2 separate regions of the Mus musculus genome follow, and region 1 is linked to region 2. A link is a contact called in public HiChIP or PLAC-seq data. All regions are on one chromosome and are shown on one strand. The core of a region is the stretch at or near the end of the contact, and the rest is flanking DNA. Distances in the headings are between cores, read along the strand shown. Region 1 holds the start of Tsc22d1 (TSC22 domain family, member 1). Region 2 has its middle 11 kb from the start of Gm41214.

Region 1 (4,465 bases), core at 1,482-3,981, 200 kb before region 2:
CAACTGCTGGGAAACAACCCCTTGGGCCACGGTTTCTACTCCCTGTGGCTGGGGAGGCACAGTTACCAAGGTACTCTGGGGTGCAATGACCAATTGTTGTGGAAGGCTTGAAGCACGGGTTTGAACTCCCTGATGAATGATCCCGGTTGGAGCAGGTAGGACTACTTGTGAAGATGGAGGAGCACCTTGCTGAATAACTGAAGGTGTAACTTGGGTAGAGGGCTGCTGTACTGCAGTGGGTATGTTTGCCTGTTGACCGATACTTGCAATCTGACCGCCAGTTGGTACAGTGGACACTGCTGTTTGAGCCTGGCCAATGGGCTGCCCAGCCGCCCCTGCAGGTTGTGTTTGTACTGCTGTGGGCTGCCCTGGCAGCTGGATCCCCTGTGCCTGAGCCACAGGAATCACTGATATTCCTGCCCCCGTGCCCGTGGAACTGGACTGCCCAGAGGACAATGCTGCTTGAAATATTGGCTGCTGCTGCTGCTGCACATACTCTGAAGTTGGATTTTGAGTCACTGGCTGGCCATGGCCTGGGGCTATCTGCGCAGGAACCATTGGTTGCTGCTGCCCATATTGTAACTGCTGGGGTGGTGCCCCTGGAAGAGGAGTTTGCACGGGAGGAGCTGTCTGAGAATATGGCAGCTGCGGTTGAGCCAGGCTGGAAACAGAAGGCTGCTGACCTACAGCCGCCGTGATGCCGACCACGCTGACAGGGGAAGGCTGGATACCAGTTGCGGCACTCATGGTGGCTTGCAGAGGGACAGGCTGAAGAGTCTGCTTCTGCTGAAAGCTCAACTCTTGAGGCTGTAACTGTACTTGTGACATCTGTGACTGAGAAATACTCTGTGGCATACTAACCGCCGCAATACTCTGTGGAGCAGGGCTACTGAACTCTAGCTGTTGGAGAGCCACACCTTGAAGACCTGGAGGCGCTGGTGGTAGCGGCGGCTGCTGCGGCGCCACCACAGCCGGGGCTCCCATCATCTCTCCACTTCCCACACTCTCCGTGTAGTGACTCAGTGTGCTCACACTACTGCTCACAGAACTCCCACTAGTGCTCTCCCTCTCCGAGGACGATGCTTCCGTGGGGGTTTGCTTCACCGTCTCCACCACTTTATTGACGGCCACGCCTTCTGTAGCTGGCACAGCGTTTTCCTTCTCATAGAATTCTGTGCAAGTCCATCGACCTTTTTTAAAGGGTTCAGAAGTAGAGTCTAACTTCACAACCCTGAACCTCGATGTGTTAACTGTTGGTTGCTGCTGCTGCTGCTGCTGCTGCTGACTGGAAACCACTCCCACAGTGATACCTGCAGCTGCATTAAGGACACTGTTAGCAACAGGAGAGGAAGAAACGGTACCATTGCCCATGCCACTCAAGATACTCGAATTAACAACACTGGTAACTCCAGGCCCACCACTTATGCTAGCAGCATTAGGGATATTGCTTGTATTTATATTAGCATTACCATGCACGCTGTTCGTCACACTGGGACTGAAACTACCCACAGCAGCAATGTTAACATTATTCGTAGCGCTCGTGCCAGTAACCGAATTTATACCTAGGCTTCCTGTAGTACTTGGAGTACGGATGTTCGTCATCACTGATGCTGGTAAGCCACTCGATGGTACTGCAGGAGGAGGTGCGACTGGCACACCACCATCAGAACTTCCAGTTGTAGAGAGTTTCCTGGACACTGGGCTCGAGGGTGGCCCTCCGGGAATGGATGGACCGGCCACAGCAGCATGTGATGAATGATGGTGCCCATGGTGAAGGTGGTGCCCATGATGAGGGTGATGGTGATGATGGAGGTGGTGGGGATGGGCATTCCCATTGATCACAACGTTCTGTTGTGGAAGGTGAGGCAAATGAGGCTGAGGAAGGTGGGGCTGGTTAGGAGAGACTGCCCCAGGTGTCTCAGCTTCCTGGAAGTTATTCAGAGTCTCCTCTGAGGAGCTTCGTTCAGGCTCACCTAAGTCAGTGGCCCTGGAAAGGGAGACGTCGAGGATCTCGGAAGAGGAGAGATCTTCCGTGTGCGACTCATCCAGATCGTCGTAGCTCTCGGTGTCCTCCGCGATGCTGTTGTTGGAGCTGATGCTGGCAGAGATCTGAGCCGGAGTAACGCTAGTTATCTGGAAGCCACTTTTCTTTTTCATCTGAGTTCCGCCTGGCGCAAGAGGCTGTCCCTGCAGCTGAGCCTGCGAGAGGAGGTTCAGGCTTTGTGGAGGCGGAGGCTGGGGTCCCTGCGTGGAAGATGCAGCAGGAGGCGGCGGCTGGAGCAGCGAAGGAGGAGGAAAATCTTCAGAAGATGGAGCAGCACCACTGACGCCCGTACCTGCTGCATTGAGAGCAGAGGCGCTGCCACCACCGCTGCCCCTTCGAGGGAACATTGCCGGGTGCGCCATCTTCCTAGCACTAATGTCTGCAGCAGCGGCCGCCGCGGCGGTGGACTCCGGCGGCTGGTGCATTGTGCTGGGTACCGGGGGGCGGAGGAGGCAAGTGCAATTTCCTTCTGCACCGTAATCTTTGTATGGAGAAGCCGGAGAGACGAACAGGACCTGAAGCTCCGCCCGACGCGATCCCTCCTCCTCCTCCTCCTCTGCCGAAGGCGCCGGCTGCTCGTGCCTTCGAGGGCTAACTTCGGGAAGGGAGGATGAACCGGGTGAACCAGGTGGCTGGGGAACCGAAGGGGGACCCCTTCAGTCCTTCGCCATTCACTTCCCCCTCCAGTCACACACCCCCCTTTATATTCCGCTTCACGTGGGGTGCGGGGCGGGAGGGAGGGGAGCCCAGGAGGGGGCGGGGGAGGCGAGGAGAAGCGAGAAATGCCCACCTTCTTTGGCCAACTCCGGAGCCAGCTCAACCCCCTCCTCCCGCGGCGACGGCCGCTGCAAAAGCCCCTCCGCTCGTCCTGCACCGAGGCAGCGCGGAGCGAGCGGTCGCCCCGGCCCTCGCCACCCCCGGCGCCGCGGCCGCCGGCGAGCCCTGAGCTCAGCGTCGCTCCAACCTCCCCTGCCGGCGCGGCCGGCCCCGCTCGGGCCTCCCCCCACGGCCCGCGGCCCCTCTCAAACCCCCTGGGCTCGCGACGGCTGCTCCGGGAGGAAAGGCTGGCCGCGGCTGGGGCCCGGGCGGCGCGGCTGCGAGCGGGGCGGTGGCGGGGCGCCCGGTACGGTGAGCCCAGCAACGAGGCGCGGGCGGGCGCGCAGAGACGCCGGATCCTCGCGGAGCGCGGCCGGGGCGCGGCGGCGGCGGCGGTGGCGGCAGCAGCAGCGGGAGCCCAGGGACCGCTCCATCACTGGCAGCCATGGAGCCCGAGCATTTTCCTCCCTCGGGGCAGGCGCTCGGCTCGCCACACGTCCTCGGAGAGGAAGGGCGCCGGCGCCCGGGCTGCTCCGGCGGGCGGCGGGACGTGCGCGGGAGCGGAGGGGCGAGCTCGCGTCCTCTTCTCGGCCCGCCGGCTGGTTCGGCACCGAGCTGCTCCCGCGACCGGGAGGGAGGGAGAGAGGGAGGGAGGGGGCCGCGGGCGGCGGTGGCTCCTTTTCGCGGCGGTGGCGGCCAGACGGGGCTGGTGCAGCGGCTGCAGCCGACGCCGTTCAAAGAAATGAGAGGTGGGGTTGGTCGGTGGCGGCGCGGGGCGGGGGAGTGGGAGGGCGTCGGGCGAGGAGGGGGCTGTGATGGTTGTTACTAGTGCTCTTCTCGGGCTGCTCCGTATCCCCTGGTCTCTCGCGGCATCAAGAGAGGAGGGACCAGCGCCCCAGCGCGAGAGGAGGAGGGTCGAGCTCTGACCGAGGAGAAGGAGGAGGAGGAGGTGGCAGGGGGGAGGGGTCGTGGAGGAGAGGAGGGAAGATGGCGTCTGCGCGTGCGCGCCGGCGCTGCAGACATAAAGCCGGGTCTGACCAGGGGAGGTGGCCTGTCTTCGGTCCGCGCCGAGCTCTCGGCTCCGTCTCCCACGGAAATTACCGAAGGCCGGCGGAGTCGCCGACGCCGGAGGGCGGTGGGGGGTGGGGCACTCGGGCGCGCGAGCGAGCGAATCCGGGTCGCGTGGAGAGGCTGGGGTGGGGCTGGGAGGGGGGGGGGGAACCACGCCGCGCGCGTGCGCGCAGGTTAGGCGTGTCCGCTGCTGTCTCCCACGCGGACCCCGGCGGCGAGGCGGGTGCGGAGCGCTAGGTCTCGGGTGTGCGCGCCCTGGGGCGGTGGCTCCCCCGCCCCGGCCTGCGGAACGGGTAATGAGGCTTTTCTCCTCAGCAACAGCAGCATCACGAGTTGCAGCTCCCAGGAGCCCTCCGCTGCTGCCACGACATGAGTCAGGCTTTCTTCCTCGGCGCGTGGCGGAACCCTCCTCCTCCTCCTTCTCCAAGCAGCAACCTGGCCTCCCCCTCGACCCGCACCGCCCTCGCCCCTTCCGGGGATGCCCCGATAGAATCGGGTGTCTTCCCCCACAGCAGTGGTACCTTTTGTGCAGAG
Region 2 (4,137 bases), core at 74-2,573:
GGTAAAGGTATTTGTCTTGAAAGCCGGGTAGCTTGAGTTTAATACTGAAAGTCACAGTAGAAGGAGAAAGCCAGCACCTTAAAGTTGTCCTCTGACCCCACATACACTATAGCCCATGAACACACACATTCACACACACATCATACATATTAACACACATACAATATAATAAAATATTTTTACTTAAAAAGCTATTATTTGTTAAAATATCTGAGCTATATTATATAGGATGAAACATGGCATTAAAATTAATTTCACCTTAGGTTTTATGTGGCTCTTAGATAAATTAACATCTGTATGACCTGTACTAGTGGCTCAAATTGTGTCTATGGGGCCACATGTTGCCGACCTTGAATTTTTCACCATTTTGCCTTCCCTTCCAAGAGGAAGAGTCTATACTACTTGTGTTTCTGAGAAAGTGTTGCCTTTTTTGCCCTCCCTTATGTATGTGGGGAAATTGAGGTCTAAGATAGTAAAGAACAGAAGTCAAACATTAACCCAACGCAATCTCCAGACATGCTAAGAGAACAAGAGAGCACACACTCTCCTCCCAGTGTGACAGGTTGGACCTGCTTTTCTAGCTTGCTCTGAAGCCACCGAATTCAAGGTTAGCAGCCATGTGCGGTCCAGCATCTGATCATAGCCAAGGCTGTTCCTGCTTTCATTCTTGCTTTCCATTCGGGATGCATCGCAGCAGGCTGGGAAGGTGCCAGTTTGTGAAGCTTTTATCCTGGAACCATGGGTTATTTTTATAGGACCAATATAGTAGTCCTAATTAATGGCAATTGTTGGTTCCCTTTACCAAGGCACATGTACAATACGCTGACTGGGCCACTGGAGTTAAGAGTGTGTACAGCTATTGCAGAGGACCCGAGTTCTGTTGCCAGGACAGGCATTGACAACTGCCTGCGACTTCAGGTCTATAGAGAAGTTGATGCCTTCTTTTGATCTCCATGGGTACCATCCCCCCACCCTTGAACCCATACACAGACACTAACATGATTTCAAAGAATGAAATGATGACAAGGCACATTCCACTTCATTGCAAGGCACAAGGTCTCCTTAACAAAGCTAAGCTGTTCCACAGCTCTACCAGAGAAGACAAGGCTGCATTTTCTTATTTTCCCATGAAAGGACCCCAAACAGGAAATAGTTCCTGAAACAGGAGCTTTTCCACAGCTCTGACATAACAGAGCAGGACGTGACAATGAAAACCACAGTTCACCGAAACTCCTGCTGAGCTCCAGGAGCGCCCAGCCCCAACCCCAACCCCAACCCCAACCCCATCCTGTGCTGGGCATTTCCCATTACCGCTTACTTGCTCAATGCGCTTGCGCACAGGGCAGCGTCTCAGCTTCGTTGTTCCTCTATGACGTCTATACCCAGCCTTTATAACAGTCCAAGTTTTTGCACCTGTGCCCAGCCCCCAGCTTGACCTTTTCGAGTTCTTCCTCCAAGTTTTTCTTGTATTGATCTTTCTCTCTAAAACCTTCTAACTCTTTTCTGTCCCTTGAAAGCTTGCAAACGAAGGGGTTATGGCACTGAAAACCACACTGTGGAAGTGGTGAGGCTGGTTCTTCTCCGCAGCCCCTCCTTCACAAGGATTAAGTGTTCCTAGGTTATGTCCCAGTGATGGGCAGCTGTCCCCACACCCTTTAGGATCAGTTAATGACAGAGGGAACAGACCTCAGTCTAAATATAAGCTCAACTGTTCTCTCACCAGTTCCCGGCTCCTCTCATTGAATGTTACCTTTCTCCTTGTGTTAACTAGCTCTCCCATTCGCTGTGGCAAGGTGGAGGAGTACTGAAAACCCCGATGCTCAGATTCAGGTCCCTGCTCCTCCGCTGACTGTTTTTGGCTTTAAACTTGAGTCCAGTTGCTCCATGAAGTATTGACAGATCAGACTGGCTGACTCCTAAAAGCCCTTGCTGTCTATGACCCCTCTGGAAATTAGTTTTCACTTCTCAAAATGTTGATTTCCTGTGCCTCTGACTCGGTAGCTCTGTGGTGACCTGTGAGAAGCTGACTGGCCAGGTCCCCTTGCAAGGTATTTATGGTAATTGCATCCCACACTCCGGGGAAATGCCCGAGTTATATTATAGGTGCAACGGGGTTAACATAATCTTTTTGTTTAACAGAAAGGAAGTTAATCTGCAACGTTCATTTCTAGGAAACTTGAGTGTGAACTGAGTGGACATTCAGTTGTATAAGGAGCTCAGGAAATGGTTTATTTTCTGTTTTAGGGATTCCCACCTAAATAGAAGCACCCCATCTACCCTCCAGTGTACTTCCAGAATTGTTGGTCATCTCCAAAACATGTCTCCCTGTCTCCAGTTTTCTCTCCCCAGGGGCATTTAGCACAGGGCAGGCAGGTAAATTATTCTTAACGCCGCTTGTACACTCTGTCCCTGCTCACAAGCCTCCAGCTCCCTGAGGCTGGATAGACTGAAGACAACCTATTCAGACCAGCAGGTCAAAGCCACCGACATCAGACCACCACGGTCCTAGACAACCTTTCCCACGAGTGCTTCCTAAGCCCGATGCCCAGAGCTCCCCTACACATCCAGTGCAGCCAGAGCACCCCACACCACATTCTGTCCAGCCCACTTCTCTCTCAGAAACACCCCTTTTCACCTGAACAGCTTTTCTACTCGACCAAATCAATGCCAAAGCACATTATAAATAATAAGATTCTCTCTCCTTCCAAACCCCACAAACGAGCATTGTCTTGTGTGTGTGCAAATATGACACCCTTTTCTATAAGGGACTTTAGCACCTAGGATTTACATGTGAATGGAATGCTGAGGGTCATCTGTACAAAGTCAAGAAGTGGTTATTCTCCACCTAGATGAATCCAGGGTGCTGTGACCACACAAGATGTACTGTTGGTATTATTTACCCTCAAACACATGCAAGGAGCACCAGGTATCACACATAACAATCGCTTGTCCCTGCTTGTTTTAAGTTTCCCTTTTAGTATTAAAGTCAACTATTTCAACCACCAAACCATTGAGGTGCTTGCTCTGTAGACCAAGCCTAGGAAAGACTTTTTTCCTTAAGTAGAAAACTTGGAGTCACCCACTCTAGTTCCCCTCCCTCCCCACACCATGTATCCATTATCTGCTGAATTAAATACTTGACTTCTAAAGAAATATAAGTACTCTATTAAAAAAAAGTCAAACAAGAGGAAATAAAAACATAAAATACAAATAGAAGAGAGAGAGAGAAAGGAAGGAAGGAAAGAAAGAAAGAAAGAGAGAGAGAAAGAGAGAAAGAAAGAAAGAAAGAGAGAGAGAGGAAGGAAGGAAGGAAAGAGAGAGAGAAAGAAAGAAAGAAAGAAAGAAAGAGAGAGAGAGAGAGAGAGAGAGAGGAAGGAAGGAAGGAAGAAAGAAAGGAAGGAAGGAAGGAAGGAAGGAAGGAAGGAAGGAAGGAAGGAAGAAAGAAAGAAAGAAAGAAAGAAAGAAAGAAAGAAAGAAAGAAAGAAAGAAAAGGGAGAAACCAGTGACACTGGAGCAGAAAGAGCAGTGGACACCAAACCCACTAGGGGCTGCTGGCTCACAACCAGGGTGAGGCAGAGGAAGACCTCAAGGCTCATGTGGATTGCCAGGGTATCTGGGACCATATCTGGGACTCAGTCCCTTGAGAGGTGGGTCTTGTTTTTATGTTGGAGGGTATTTCCATTGAAGCCAAAGTCTGCTTCTCATCAATTGCAAGTTGAGCATCTCTGACTAAAACATCATCCAAAATGCTCCAAAATCTAAAACACTGTTTTGAGCGTTGACGCCACACTACAAGTGGAAAATTCCACAGCATGAGACTTTATTTCATGAATAAGTTAGTGCTAAAGCAATCTGTAGGACTGATACACATATGAACTCACAGAGCCTGAGGCAGCATGCACGGGGCTCTGTGCAGATCTGTACAGATAGAGCTGAGAGGAGAAGCAGACACGTGTGCCCATCTCTCACTCAGAAGCTAGCTCCAGCTGATAACTGCTGGCAAATGAAAATTCAGTTTTACCCAAGGGAGTCTCACTAGGGAAATAAACTACTCTTAAGGGTAGGTGGCCAACAGAAAACCAACTCAATAGCATCTTTGATGGTTCCTTGTCTTGTAATGTCTCTTAATGTCATGTG

What was found. HiChIP or PLAC-seq counts read pairs in DNA pulled down with a chosen protein or histone mark.
Region 1: a contact with region 2 is called in an H3K27ac HiChIP or PLAC-seq map of thymic regulatory T cells, with 5 times the contacts expected there. The contact joins the promoter of Tsc22d1 here to the enhancer-like site in region 2. A contact is called at or near these places in 7 of 39 promoter capture datasets (3T3-L1-derived adipocytes, the SN4741 cell line, cranial neural crest and 4 more), 3 of 484 Hi-C or Micro-C datasets (CD4 T cells, psoas muscle and regulatory T cells), 20 of 115 datasets of contacts at active chromatin or transcription factors (bone marrow-derived macrophages, craniofacial prominence, effector CD8 T cells and 17 more) and 3 of 9 other capture datasets (adipose tissue, embryonic stem cells and pancreatic islet).

Annotation. Positions count from the first base shown.
Region 1 is chr14:76,414,087-76,418,551 of GRCm38.p6, reverse strand. It overlaps Tsc22d1 (TSC22 domain family, member 1), which reads right to left and starts at 2,731. Exons shown (of 3, transcript NM_207652.3): 1 at 1-2,731. The coding sequence starts at 2,469.
Region 2 is chr14:76,214,482-76,218,618 of GRCm38.p6, reverse strand. No RefSeq gene overlaps it. Among named protein-coding and RNA genes, the nearest start is that of Gm41214, 11 kb to the right of the region's middle. Within about 2 kb of position 1,323, at least 64 of the 459 cell types and tissues checked have an H3K27ac peak or open chromatin away from gene starts, as enhancers often do. A contact at or near this core is called in effector CD8 T cells, memory CD8 T cells, regulatory T cells and 2 more, where this site is marked.